Regions from separate parts of the Rattus norvegicus genome. Here region 1 is linked to region 2. Evidence: chromatin contacts called from public Hi-C data. All regions are on one chromosome and are shown on one strand. The core of a region is the stretch at or near the end of the contact, and the rest is flanking DNA. Distances in the headings are between cores, read along the strand shown. Region 1 has its middle 34 kb from the start of Rnu6-884. Region 2 holds the start of Ust (uronyl-2-sulfotransferase).

Evidence for each region. A called contact is a pair of places that touch in the nucleus more often than the background predicts.
Region 1: a Hi-C map of Schwann cells shows a contact between it and region 2, with 8 times the contacts expected there. The contact joins the enhancer-like site here to the promoter of Ust in region 2. A contact is called at or near these places in 6 of 12 Hi-C or Micro-C datasets (the A7r5 cell line, the Rat2 cell line, Schwann cells and 3 more).

What each region holds. Positions count from the first base shown.
Region 1 is chr1:4,908,030-4,912,347 of GRCr8, forward strand. No RefSeq gene overlaps it. Among named protein-coding and RNA genes, the nearest start is that of Rnu6-884, 34 kb to the left of the region's middle. Within about 2 kb of position 1,667, at least 21 of the 93 cell types and tissues checked have an H3K27ac peak or open chromatin away from gene starts, as enhancers often do. A contact at or near this core is called in Schwann cells, where this site is marked.
Region 2 is chr1:4,779,464-4,783,639 of GRCr8, forward strand. It overlaps Ust (uronyl-2-sulfotransferase), which reads right to left and starts at 2,893. Exons shown (of 8, transcript NM_001108458.1): 1 at 2,270-2,893. The coding sequence starts at 2,519.

The DNA of each region.
Region 1 (4,318 bases), core at 417-2,916, 130 kb after region 2:
ACGTAGATGGAGTAGATGTCCGGGTGGACTGACTCAGAGCCGTCTGAGCCTGGGTGATAGCTGAGTCGTTAGGTGTTGGGAACCTTCCTTCCCACCACCAGCGGAGCCGCATTGAACGTTCCTCATAGGAACACCCTAACATCAATGTCTTTATTGATTTCTCCAGGAATGAAACAGTGCTATGGGAGAAGAGGACTAGAGGTTGAGGGCGGAGGAACACAGAAGTATTACATTTTCATCTGGCGTAACAGAAAATCGATGTGTAAAGTCTGAGTAGACAAAAGTGCTACAAGCGTACTATGGAGAGACACTCACTGAGATGCATCCTTTTATTATTCTGATTAGAAAGATCTCTTTTCATCCTTCGGGTGCCGAAGTCGAAATTGTCTTTCCCTCTGTAAAGTGCATGTCCTTTGTTCCATGTCCAGAGTCCAGTGAAGTTTTATTGTCTGAGAGAATGTGTGAGGATCTCTGTTTTGAGTCTCTTCCAGATCATTTTTAGTTTTTTAGAACCACCTTCTTAGAAGACATAATTAGAGGACCACTGATATTCACCTTAATGTTATTGGTGAGGAAGTCATTCTGAGGTCATCCTGCCTCTATTGATGGTGTGTGGGTGGGCTTGTGTTATTGATGTTCCCTTGTCTGTTCTGTGAGGACTGTTTCTGGGAGATTCTGTAATATAATTCAAAAAGCACTTAGTTACCATGAAAATAGAAACCCCTGGGAAATTCTTCATAGAGCACAAGTAGGTTTTTGTCACCCTTTGTCCTGATTGTCATGTTACAGAACATTTTTCTCAGTGATAGAAGGCAATGGACACCAGCCATATTGAGTGTGTGTGTGTGTGTGTGTGTGTGTGTGTGTGTGTGTGTGTGTCTTAGTTAAGGTTTTTTATTGCTGTGAAGAGACACCATGACCAAGGCAACTCTAATCAAGAAAACATTTAATTGGGACTGGCTTACAGTGTCAGAGGTTCAGTCCATTGTCATCATGGTCAGAAGCACAACTGCTGAGAGTTCTATAGCTTGATCCAAAGGCAGCAGCAGGAGACCCACTTCTGCAAGCAGCCAGGAGAAGGCTATCATCTATACTGGATGGACCTTGAGCATAGGAGGAGACTTCAAAATCACCCCAACAGTGATACACTTCCTCTAACAAGGGTATACCTCCAAAAAGGCCATACCTCCTAATAGTACCACTTCCCATGGGTCAAACATATTCAAATCACCACTATATATATATTTATGTATAAGTATATGCATGTACATATAAATATATATAGCATGCAGTGATTAAATTGTATTTCATATAAAGGTTAGATATGCTCCAAAGTCTTTTTGCCTTTTATTCTAGTGAATTGTCATGCATAGTCCACTAGGGATTATATATAGGGCAGATCCTCAAAGAGCAGCACTTCTGTGAATGATGTGCCGGGGTCTCTACAGAAAATGCAGGGTTTAGATGTAGGGCATTTCCTTGAGTTCTTCCATTCCGCCTTAAATTTTGATGCAAACTTGCGTCCATTTGAGGACACTGCACTGTACTCATCCTCATAGAGCCAGTTTTCATTGCAGGCCGTTTTGCCTAACAGGACAGCACAGAGCAGAGGCCTGCCTGCGGCTGGAGTGCATCATTCTTTACCTCTCAAAAGCTGACTGAATTCCTCATGAAAGAGAGCCCTCTATTGACCAGAGCACTTCCTTGCTGTTTTAGATATTCCCCAGGAGCTCCTGGCTTCCCGGCTGGATTAGTAAGCGCCCTAAAGATCCAAGTAATGACTTTCTAAAAGTCCATGCATTACATCGTAGGTAGCCATCTACCACCATAAACACTGACAAGGATATCTGACTGCTTACGATAACTCAGCAGTTAAAGAAAGAGTATAAAACGCAGTGGCGTATAAACAATAAAGGGGTGGATGCCTACCATCGTGGTACTTGGGAAGTGGAGACAGAAGGATTTGAAGTACAAACCCAGGCTGGGCTGCATAGTGAAGCTCTGCCTCAAAAACAAAACAAAAACAAAAACAAAAACAACAACAACAACAACAAAAAAAGCCGAACAAACTACAAAAGGGACATGTAGTTCCAGTGCCAGTCTGTAGGGGGCAGCAAAGACACTGCTCAGATCAGCGTTCATTTCCATTTTTTTTGCTTCCAATGAAGAAATACCTTGTTTTAAAAAACACATTGGTGGGATCAAAATACCAGTGGAATATAGACCTTGTCCCCAAAGCATGACACCAGTATATAGGGCAGAAGTTTAAAGCATCATTCATGAAGTATAGCTGAAAGCTCTCTCCTAACTGTAAGAAATTAAACCAAAGACAGGCATTACATTTTAAGCAGGTGGTGTGGCTCAGTGGGTAAGGGTGCTGGTGCTTGCCTCACAGGCATGCCGACCTGAGTTAGACTCCCCCAGAACCCACAAAAAGATGAAAGGAGAGAAACTGACTCCACAAAGTTGTCCACTAACTCTGTGTGTGTGTGTGTGTGTGTGTGTGTGTGTGTGTGTGTGTGTGTGTATGCAGCCACACACACGTAAAAACACACACACTAAAATCTCAAGGGAGATCTTGAAGAAGATTTTAGGGAGGGTACCCCAAAATACAAAGAGCAGAAAGAGGGGAAACTGCCACTCAGGGGTAGAAGCCCTTTCTGAGAGGAGTGAATATTATTTGTAAATGATAGCTTGGAAGGTCATTTCTTTGTTTATGCTTTGAATCTTTTTTAAATTTCAGTAACTGACTCTATGCAGCATGGTAAAAGTTTTTAAATTTTGAGTAAAAATTTGTTAATTCTCTAAATATACATGGAAACCTAAGGATTGCCGTTTGAAATTTAATAAGACACGTTACGGAAACCTGAGATGCTGTAAGATGGTCAGCCACTTTTGTAAGTATTGTTTATGTTACTTTTTTTATCTGACAAAGACAGATAACAATGGACAGTTGTCCCCTGCCTCCCCCATAGGCTCCTCTGGGATGGCCACATCCAAGTCTTTATCTGCTTTATGACATTAACCTCTCCATTTCCAAGTAGTGTCATGATGTAAGCTGTCTCCACTTGACCCTGATTCTGAGTTTTGCTTTTATAGATAAGGAGTTAGTGCTCTGCCTAACTAACAGAGTTAGTCTGCACCCTGCCTTTGCTTCCTCTCTCGCCAGCCCGACATTTTCTGTTTTAGCTACATTGATGCTGGCATCAACATTACTGTTTCTGCCTAATCGATATTCTTTGCAAATTTGAAGTCATCTGTTACCATTGTTTTCTTCTAAAATGGCTTATTTTAACGAACATGTGACTGCTGGTTTTTTCTCTTTACGGTTTCCTAGAGAGTACAGGCTTCTTTTATCTTATATCGCTCACATATCAGCTGAGGTCATTGATGTGTGTGGTGTATGTACATGTGTGTGGAGACCCGCTGTTGACACTGAATGCTTCCCCTGTTACTCTCCTCCTTGGTTTTGGAGACAGGGTCTTTCATTGTACCTGGAGTTCATGGCTTTGGCTCAGTGACCAGCAAGCAGGCTCCAGGGATCCACGAGTCCAGTTTCCCCAGGATTTGTGCATATGTGCTGGGAATTCAAACTCAGGTCCTCATGCGTGGACCATAAGCACTTTAGCAACAGAGCCATCTCTCTGTCTCCTCCGCTTTTACAGGCTAAAGCAGCAGATGGCCTTTTGTCCATTGTTTTATTTTATTTTTGAAAATTTATTATTTTTTAATTATGGAGGGAACTCAATTTTTAATTATTAGGAAATTCAACTTGGGTCTCCTGCAAGAGCCGTCTATGCCCCTAACCACTGAGACACCCTCCCTCTAGCATCTTATTCTCTTCATGATTTTAATTGTTTTCTAAAGACTGTGATCCAAACACTCTGCCATGCGTTCTCCCCAGACAATCGAAGCTGGCTTTCTTCTAGGCCTGCCACAGCTTCTGTCCCGTTCCCTTGTTGGTTTGGATGGATTTCCTGGTTCTTCTGCTTTCCTCTTCCTCATTCTCTTCACGCATTTTCTGCTTTATCTTTTAAGAGCATCCTGTGGCCTCCATCTCCACTCCCCAGTAAACCTCACTCCCTCGGCCAACCCCTCTCAGACTGGACCAAGGCTGCCGAAGCAGTAGATTGAATGCAGTGTGCGTGGCCGTATGCAGTATCTGAGGTCAGGTCCCGGAGGGCACGTAAGTCTCGCTGAAGTGCCCCCAAGACCACTTTTCTGTCCCGTGGAAGTTATCTGCTATGTGACTGACCATCGCAATAGACTCTTACATGTCTAGCTGTCAACCCTTGGGGAAATAGCAAAGTCTTGCATC
Region 2 (4,176 bases), core at 1,643-4,142:
CCTAGTATATCATGCAGGGAGCGTACAATGAAGGAGACTTTTCCACATCCTGCTCGGACACCGAAAGAGGAAGAGACAACCCTCTTGGAGGGCACACCACTCCCCAGTGACCTGGCCTAAAACATTCCCATTAGGTTCCGACTCTTAACGTCTCCACTAGCTTTCAATAGCACGTTAACCTGAGCAATGGCGGCCAAGTAACTCTCAAACAGGAAATGTAATGATGACCCAAATATCCAAAAGTATCTTCTGCAAAGAACGTGTTTAATATATTATCTTGATCTAGAAATACTGAACATTTTTACATTTGAGAAAAAAAATAGGATTTTTAACTCACAATCTATCCTGTGTGGTTATGCTCTAAAATACAAAATGTAGAGAAGAATGGTTGGCCAGCAAGTCTAAAAATAGCTTGCTTGGGCTGATATAGTTAAGAACATACTTTATTAGGTCTCACCTAATAAAGCAGAGAATGAACAGGTGACTACCATACACACCAAACTTTCCTGATGCTACCTTTCAAACGCCCTGGCTCCTCACCCAGGCCTGGGTTTCCTTTTTCACACAAAGGGTAACAGAACCGCAAAACTGTAAGAGCTGGGTTCAGGTTTGAGGGGAAAAGGTTCAAACCCTAATTACACAGAGAAGAGCCAAAGCTGTTAAGTTTGAGCAACCGTGCTCAAAGCAAAGCACTCCTGGGAAAACATGGGGCCTTCCAGCCCCATACAACATAGGAGGAAGCTCTGCACCCTGGACCGCCACACTTAACTTAAAAGAGCTTTTGGTGGTGGGTGGTGCACAACAGATTCTATGGAAGAGTAGCCCTGAGCTTCAGTGCTGACCAACAGGAGTGGACACTAGTTCCTGATAGTGAAGATGAAATGACCAAGAGCAAGAGCGGGCGTCTGAAAGCAGGAAGGAAGGTTCAAGGTTCCAAAACGTAGAACAGAGAATGAAGAGGTTACTCTCACCAATAAAAAGGGCTATTAACCTAAAACCATAAAGCCGGATGCTGAGAATTACGCTTCAGAAATCTGACAAAGGCAATATTTTCTCTTTAATCTTCCACAGAGGTTCCTGTGAAATCACAGTGCCCCCAATGTTTTACCTGAAATGAAATTTTAACTTTAAAAAAAAAAAAAATCCCAGCTTCTGTCCGAGGAAGCAATACGATTTTATCAGCTTACACCACTCCCAAACACTTTATTGGTGTGGTTTTTTGTGGCTTTCTTGGTTCTTTTCCTTCCAAACAGGCCTGCTGTTACTAGATGTGTGGCTTCTGTGAGGAAAGGGACCTTTGAGGTAACTGTGAGTCGCCAGTTTGGCCCATTCTTGTCCCAGCACTTTGATGAACCTGAACTGACTCTGGGCCTGCAGATGGCCACTGTAGCTTCTTCCACTCAGATTTACCACCTCAGAGACAACCTCTGCACGACCTCTTCTGGCCACAGAAGTCAAGGTATTTACATCCTCCCTTAGCCAAGGCTTATGAGCCAGCATCATCCCAGGGACCTGGGCGAGTGCAGGCCAAACCTTGGCACTCAGAATCATGGATGAGAGAGGAGGGAGGTAACACCTCACTGAAATCTGTTTTCTTGGGTTCCGACCTCTTCCTTATTCAGCCACGAACCAAGAAGAAAAAAAGTTGACCTGAGACACATACATGGTGGAAGTTCGACAGGTCACAGAAGGCGACACAGCTGACTGGCACCTAAAGACAGCACCAATTTCTCCTGCACTCTCGCTGCAGTCCGCGGGGTGCGCAGGTGCTGCCAAGGAACAAACCAACCTAAGGATGGAATCACCTGGGCCAACTCACAAAAGGGGAACCCACCGGATAGAATAGCTAAAAGTGACTGGGAAACGGGGCTAAACCAACCCACACAACTCAGAAAGCCAGACGGGACAGGATCGTAAGTCTTTAACCACATCACAGAGACTGTCCACGCACCGCCAGGCCAGAGTACACACAAACACTCATAAACATGCTCCTGTCTACTCTGCCCCAGTTGGAGTGGCGATATGGGGACGGGTACGAGACCTCAGGACTTGGGACACCTGCCCGGCGCCCCGCGGCGCCTGCGGACTGCCTGGAGTGCAGTAGGGAGCAGGCGCTCCCAGCTGCCGCACGCAGGGATGGACGCTGGTTGGCATCCCACCTGGGGAGTCTCAGGGACCGTGGTGGCCGTGACAGCTTTAGAGATTTCCCCACTTATCATCCTTTCCCCGGGTGCCCAACTTTGCGGGGTCCGGCGCAGTCCTTTCTTACCCAAATACTGCCGCAGGTCGAGTAGAAAACGAGGGGGTCCCCCGCTGAGCTGGTAGAAAAGGGAGCCCAGGCAGAAGACCAGCAGCGTAGCCATGCAGAAACCGTAGTCCCGGAGGGAGAAGCGCAGGAAAGGCAGCAGCGGGATCCGGCGCTTGCAGCTGCCCAGGCACGGAGGGGCGCCCCCCACAGGGGCCCCATGGGGCCAGGGATCCGCGCCGCCGCCGGGATGCTGCTGCTGCTTCTTCTTCATCGCCCGCTCCGCCGCCTCGCACAGCCCGCCCGGGCCAGGAAGAGGTCACCCATCCGCCGCCAGCCGGAGCGCCTGGCCGGCCGTCTGCACATGGAGAGGGACGCACTGTGGGCAGCCGAGTGGGGGCGGGGAGGGGCCGAAGTTGCCGGGCTCAGGGTACTCTGCTCATCTTGGTCCCCACCGCTCGCTGCGGCCCCAAAGGGCCCAAGATGTTCCGGGCCCCGCCGTAGAGGGTAGCGATTGCAACCCACGCCCGGTCGCGCGTCCCACTAGCAGCCCCGTGTCCCGTGGCAGCCCTGCGCCCCAAGTCCCGCCGCGCCCCGGGCTCGCTCCCGGCTCGCCTCCAGCGCCAGCGTGGACCCCCCGGGCTTTGTGTGGGTCGCGGGCGGCGTGTTTGGTCCCGGATCAGGCTCGGCTAGCTCAAGGCAGGGAGGATCAGGAGGCGGACACCACCCTCTCGCTCCACCTCCTTGACAGGGGCTTCCCTTCCCTTCCCTCCTCGCCTCTCCTCCTCTCCTCTTTCTCTCCGGCTCAAGGCGGCCGGCTCTCCTCCCTCCCCACACTCCCCTCCCTCTCCACCCCGGGTCTCGACGCTGGACTCGGTGTCACGTTACGGCTTCTGCTGGGGCGGGCAGGGAGGGAGGAGGGGGCCGAGGATCAGCAACAAGGAAGAAAGTTTCTGGGTGTGTGGTTTGTCGTCTCCCCCACCCCCGCCTCCCCCTCCGTTCTCTACAATCCGGTCTCGGTTCCTGCGCTACCAGCGACCTCTTGGGGCCCCGCTGACTTCGCTCTCATAAACAGTCGCCGAGTTGGAGGATTTGACTACGTTTGTCTTTTCATTTTGAGAACTTGATTCTCTTTCTATATCCCAAGCGACCCATCTACCAAAGGCCGATACAGTGTGCTGGGATATGGGTTCAACACCTAGCCCGGACGATAAAAAGGCAATAGGTAGGTTTTTTAATGAAACACGCCGGTCAGGGCCAGGCGGGTAGCGCCTGCACGCCCCTGGCTGAGAATCAGAGGGCGCTTTTTTCTTGCCCTCCCTGGTCCTACAAGCACTCCACTGGAAACAGGGGTACTAAGCTGACTCCAGGAAGTCCTTATAGCAGATAGAAAAAGTGGATGCTCTGTGCACTCAGGTACCTGTTTCACTATCTCTCTTCCCACCGCTAGGAAGTTTCTAGAACTTAAGCTTCTCAGACACCTATGGAGAACGGAACTGGTGATACTTGACAGTGCTGCTCTATCAGGCACACTTAGTCGTTTTTTGTTTTGTATTTTACTAATCACCAGCTACAGAAGTAATATGGCCAGAGAGTTACATTGTGTTTCCAGTGTCCTAGATTGTTTTTCTGTGACTTTAATAAACACCATTGGCCCAAAATAACATGGAGAAGAAAAGGATTTGTTTGGCTAACCAGTTACAGTCCATTATGGAAGGAAGCCGAGGCAGGAGGAACCTACAAGCAGGAACTGGAGCAGAAACTATGGAGTAATGTGCTTACCCGCGGCTTCCAGGTTCACCTTACTGCTGTCTTTCTTACACATCCCAGGCCCACCTGCTTAGGAATAGTTCAGCCAGCTGTGGGCTGGCCTTCCTACATCAACTAGCAATCACGAAAATGCTCCCCGGGTATGAGCAAAGACCAATCTG